Regions from separate parts of the Ovis aries genome. Here region 1 is linked to region 2. A link is a contact called in public Hi-C data. All regions are on one chromosome and are shown on one strand. The core of a region is the stretch at or near the end of the contact, and the rest is flanking DNA. Distances in the headings are between cores, read along the strand shown.

Region 1 (2,700 bases), core at 16-2,515, 520 kb after region 2:
ATGGTGTTTATGGTCATTCAGTGTCAAATTAGTGTCTGTCACAGAACCAAGCAGTAGATTGGAGTAGGTAATATTTTTAGGGTGATGGTGGTAAGTACTTCATTATATGTACTTTGATGATTTCAGATGTGTTTACTTAAGGCACTTTAAGGTTAAGTATTCATATGCTAATTTCTGTTGCTGACCCCATGTCATACAAGAAAGCAGCAATAGAACGGTGCTGTGATATGGAGGAGGGAAAAGGAAGTATTTGTCATAGCTTGTACGTAGTTTGTACTGTCCCCAAATAATTCTGACTTCAGCAGTGCAGAATTAGTTTTCCCTTTGATTGATAATTTCTTAATGACATAATGTAAATGCTTTAAAGTAAAAGGCCACAAACGCAAATGTCAGGACCAAGTAAGCAATATGTGAATGGAGTGGACAGGGTCGAGCAAAATACTAGCCGCCATTGACACTCAGTGTCGCTGTAGGGGTGTGGGGAGAGCGGGGCCAACAGCAAACTGTTCGAGAGTGTGTGTTGTCCCCTTTAAAGGGACTTTTTTTTTTTTGCTTTTTTTTTTTTGGCAGTTCAACCTTAGGGAGTTGTTCAGGCAGGAATGTGAGAGATTTTAATGTACATTTCCTTTTTAAAATGTTGATAGTTGGGAATTCCCTGGCAGTCCAGTGGTTAGGAATTGGCACTTTCACTGTGAATGGCCTGGGTTCAATCCTTGGTCAGGGAACTAAAATCCTGCAAGACGTGTAGCGCGCCCCGCCCCTCCCCCCCCCTCCCCCCCCCACACACACACAGAAAAAATTGTTGACAGTTAATTCAGAGTTACATTCTAAAAGCTAAGACAAATTTATGCTGTAGGTCCAGTTTGTGGGCTACTTTTGTGACCTTGTATAGAAATCATCTTAATGAAATCAACTTTAATTTTATAAGCAGGCTTTATGATTATGTTTGTGTAAAGTCTGTATTGGAATGAAAAACTGTGACAGTGAAGTACTTTAAAAGAACCTTAGACTTGGAGAAGTACATGGAGTCATAGGACTCGAATTCCTGCCTTTTTTGTTTAGTCTCTGTATGACCTTAAGGGATCCTTTTACCTAGGTCTTCTCCTCTTTAACATGGAGTTTCAGGCACAAGATTTTTGAAACGCTCTGAGAACTAATGGTTGTGGAAGCAACATGCCACCAACAGGATGAAAGTGTGTGCCCAGAAGCACTCTGTAGGGCAGGGCCTGGCTTATTCTCTGCTGCCGTTCTCCAGTCGTGTCCCAGCTTGTTTTGTCTCAAACTGGCCCGCACAGCTGGAGCAACTAGCACGCCAGGGGTTAGCATGCTGATCACAAGCAGTGCAGCCACTTCAGGAGCCATTCCACAGCCTAGCCTCTTACACAAGCTCCTCAAAACAGTAACACACACCCCTTTGCTGCAAGATAGTTTCTGTAACTAGATAATTAGATCATTGTTTAGATCGAAATCTGTTGTCTGCCACCCCAGAGATTCTTGGTGTTCTAAACTGGCACTGTTAACTCTCTGGGATGAAATAAGTGTACTGCGCCTTTAAGTTCAGCACGTGGGGCTGGTGGTTCCCTTACTTCCTGGACTGCACAGTTGTGGCCTGTGGGAAGTCCTCCTGCTGTGGTCTGCATCACTCTGTGTGTGTGTGTGTGTGTCACTGTGTGTGTGTGTGTATTAGTTGCTCAGTTGTGTCTGACTCTCTGCGACCCCATGAACTGTAGCCCGCCAGGCTTCTCTGTCCATGGACTTCTCCAAGCAAGAATAGTGGAGTGGGTTGCCATTCCCTTCTCCAGAGGAACTTCCCAACCCAGGGATTGAACCCTGGTCTCCTGCATCGCAGGCAGATTCTTTACTGTTTGAGCTGCAGGGAAGTCCTCCCGCTTTATTACAGAACACACCAGCAGTCTCTTGATGCCGCTCATACTTGCCATGCACTGACTTTCCTTCCTCTTTTTTTTTCCCACTGTTGCATACCCAGCAACTAGGATGGGGTTGGTTGGTCCTCAGTTCATTTTCCTTGAATGGGAAAAGTCAGGTTCCTATACACAATAAACCATTTTACTGCCTTGGGAGCAATTTAATTATTTAGGTTTTCAGTTAATCATTGTAGTTCCTTTTCTGATCTGAACTGCATAATCATTTTAGAGTTTTGTTGAACAGGAAAATTTGAAAGGAGTCCAATTAGAGTAAAGATCATTATTACACACTTACTATTTTGCTCTCTGAGATAGCAGTGATTGCTGATCAGGGTTTCTGGGTCACGCGTTATCTGTACTCAAAGACACCGCTGTGCCTCAGATTGAACATTTCTTTGCAGAGCCTGATTTGGATTTTCAGGTTGGTAGGTTAGGCATAGGTAATTAAAAATCAGAAGAAAATGATTCAAAGAGCCATTACTTTATGACATTCTTCTTTCAAATTATAAGTGAATGAATATGTACTTTATTGGAGGAACATTAGTTTAAGTACAGTATTAACAGAAGAATTTTAAGCATTTAAAAAAATCTTATTTCTTTTGATACCTTCTAATTGGAAAGAGTGATCCCAATCTGTTTTATGGGTACCTCTAAGAATGTATATCAAGAACATTTTATTACAATAAGAACTTTTATTACAAAATCGTGGGCACTGTTTTGTTGTCTTTGTGGCTGTTCCAGACAGAAGTCACTGCTTATGAGAAAACAGCACAGT
Region 2 (2,700 bases), core at 7-2,506:
GATGTCATGCCCATCCAACAAGTGGAAAAATTGAGGTCCTGGGTGGAGGATCGTATACTCAATAAAGGAAGGTTTCTGGATGGGAATGGTCAAGTGCAGACATTTAGTATCTCATGGCACATCGGTGCCTGAACTGTGACTAACTTCTGCCTCACGTCCTCTGATGATTTTCATTCATTCATTTACCAAATGCTTCTTCCCACGTGTGAGGCACCATGTTCGTCTCACGATAATGACGACAGCTAGGGTCGTGGGCGACTTTACTACTCTCCAAGTCCTCCCCGCTAAATTCTGGATGTGCTTTCACTTCAGTGCTCAGCAAGCTTTGTGCTGTGGGCATGAATGCCACCCCAGATACAGGGGAGGAACCCAAGCCTGAAGAGGGGGAAGCAGCCCACCCAGAGTCGTCAGCTCACACGCGGGGGCTGTGCTGAGGCTCATCGTGTGCCCGGGGCGGGCTGTGCCCGTGCGGAGCTCTCCTGTCAGGAGAGAAACATGAGGTGCAGGCTTTGCCCCTAAGACTCTCTGGCTATTCCCTCCCAATGAGCAGCACTCCAAACAGAAAGAAAGGAGACCAACGTCCGTGGAGCATCTTCTGTGGCACGTGCACCTCACGTTTTCCAGACCACCGGGCGAAGTTGCTGCATTTGGGCCCGGATGAAGTCGAGGCTCCTTGGGTTGACATGATTGACCAAAGCTGGCCCAGCTGGTGTGCGCGGAGTGGAGACCTGGCCTTGGCCGGTCATACCACATGACTTGCTTTTTCCACCAGCCTTCCCAGAGGACGGGCGGTGGGGAGACAGCTTACCACGAGTCTTCAGGTCACGTAAGAACCACAGGAGCAGTTCTCCTGCGGCTTGGTACGTGACCTTAAGCACAAACCCTTGGGACAGGAGCCAGAAAGCCGCTCACTCACCCCTGGTAGGGCAGGGGGGCTGGGGGCAGGACCCAGGGCCTGTCCGAGTGGAGGCCCTCTGCCCGCGATAGGCAGCAGGTGGCGCTGTGGCCCCGGTTTAACAAGGACAGCGGGAAGGTGGAAAGGAGGGGGGAATCCAGAAAGAAGAACTAGTGGAAAACAAGGATTTAAAAAGAAGAACAATTTGTTCCAAAACATTTGCCTTGTAACGGGGTCATCTATAAATTCTGGGATTTCCTGTTTGCCGCTGGGCAGGCTGGCGGGCGGGCAGGCCACTCTCTTCTCTGCAGTCTGGAAGAATCATTTCAGCCCAGCTCACGAGCTCTGGCCTCCCCTGGCCCAGATTGGCTCTGAAATTTCCCGGCTTTTGTGCCCGTAAGCCGGATCCTGTGACAGCAGGTCTCCTTGAGCCGTGCTCCAGTTTCCACGGGGGTGGGAGGAGGAGTGAGATCATGGTCATTTTTAAAGGAGAGACTGTCTTCATGAGCTCCCTGCGTTCTGCTGCTGCCAGACTTGTTTTAAGGCATGAAGTAAGAGAGCAGAATAAAAGGAAAGAGACAGAGGTGGATTCTTTTATCTTTATTTTCCATACTTACAATTTTGTGTGTGTTGGGGGGAGAACACTTGAAATCTACACTCTTATCAAGTTTCAAGAATGGAGTTCAGTACTATTAACCAGCAGTGTTAAGTAGATCCCCAGAACTTATTCATCTTCACCGTGAAAGTTTTGTGCCCTTGACCACACCATCTCCCCATCTCCTGTACTCTCCCAGCCCCTGGCAAGCACTGTTCTACTGTCTGCTTCTGCAAGGTCAACTTTTTCAGATTCCACACATAAGTGATACCGTGCAGTATCGTGTTTCTGGGTCTGGCTAATTTCACTGAGCCTAATGTCTTCCAGGTTCTCGTTGTTGCATATGGCAGGATCTCCTTTTTTTTTTTTTTTTTTAATGGCCTAATAATATTCCCTTGTGTAAATATGCCACATTTTCTTTAGCCATTCACCTGTCAGTGAACACTTAGGTTGCTTCCACGTCATGGCTATTGTGAATAATGCTTCATTGACCTGGAAGTTCAGGTATCTCTTCAAGATTCTGGTCTCGTCTCCTTTGGAGTTGTACGCAGCAGTGGCACTGATGGATCATGCAGTAGTAGTTCTGTGTTTGCTTTTTTTAAATGCTTATTTGTTTGTATCTTTGGCTGTGCTGGGTCTTCACAGCTGTGTGGACTCTTCTCTAGTTGTGGAGAGCGGGGGCTGCCCTTGCGGTATTGCGCTGGCTTCTCTCATTGCAGCGGCTCCTCTAGTTGCGGAGCACGGGTCCTAGAGCTCAGGCTCGACACTTGCGGTGCACGGACTTAGTTGCTCCGTGGCATGTGAGATCTTCCTGGACCAGAGATCGAACCTGTCTCTCCTGCATTGGCAGGTGGGTTCTTTACCACTGAGCCACCAGGGAAACCCTGTTTTTTGTTTTTTTGTTTTTTGTTTTATGGAGGTGAAAGTGAAAGTGAAGTTGCTCAGTCGTGTCTGACTCTGTGCGACCCCAAAGAGAGAGCTGTTCTAGTCAATATGGGGATGAAAACATTTCACTGGAAAAGAGAGAGAAAATTCTTTTTACCTGCCTGGTAGAAATTGAACCAAGCCTAAAGCCCAAAGCCATCAGTTGATGAATGGCTAAAGAAAATGCAGCCATCCATCCATCCAACCATCTATCCATCCATCCATCACTTATCCACCCATCCATCCATCCACCGATCCAATTGCTCACTCATTCATTGGGCAAACA

The links. A called contact is a pair of places that touch in the nucleus more often than the background predicts.
Region 1: a contact with region 2 is called in a Hi-C map of liver, with 7 times the contacts expected there. The contact joins two enhancer-like sites. A contact is called at or near these places in 7 of 16 Hi-C or Micro-C datasets (blood, liver, mixed tissues and 3 more).

Annotation. Positions count from the first base shown.
Region 1 is chr17:58,897,361-58,900,060 of ARS-UI_Ramb_v3.0, forward strand. The region is part of intron 16 of MED13L (mediator complex subunit 13L); the gene reads left to right. It overlaps LOC121816954 (a long non-coding RNA gene), which reads right to left. Exons shown (of 4, transcript XR_009596875.1): 4 at 2,429-2,700. Among named protein-coding and RNA genes, the nearest start is that of TRNAC-ACA, 240 kb to the left of the region's middle. Within about 2 kb of position 1,266, at least 7 of the 54 cell types and tissues checked have an H3K27ac peak or open chromatin away from gene starts, as enhancers often do. A contact at or near this core is called in liver, where this site is marked.
Region 2 is chr17:58,379,280-58,381,979 of ARS-UI_Ramb_v3.0, forward strand. All of the region lies in intron 2 of LOC121816951 (a long non-coding RNA gene), which reads left to right. Among named protein-coding and RNA genes, the nearest start is that of SPRING1, 99 kb to the left of the region's middle. Within about 2 kb of position 1,257, at least 23 of the 54 cell types and tissues checked have an H3K27ac peak or open chromatin away from gene starts, as enhancers often do. A contact at or near this core is called in liver, where this site is marked.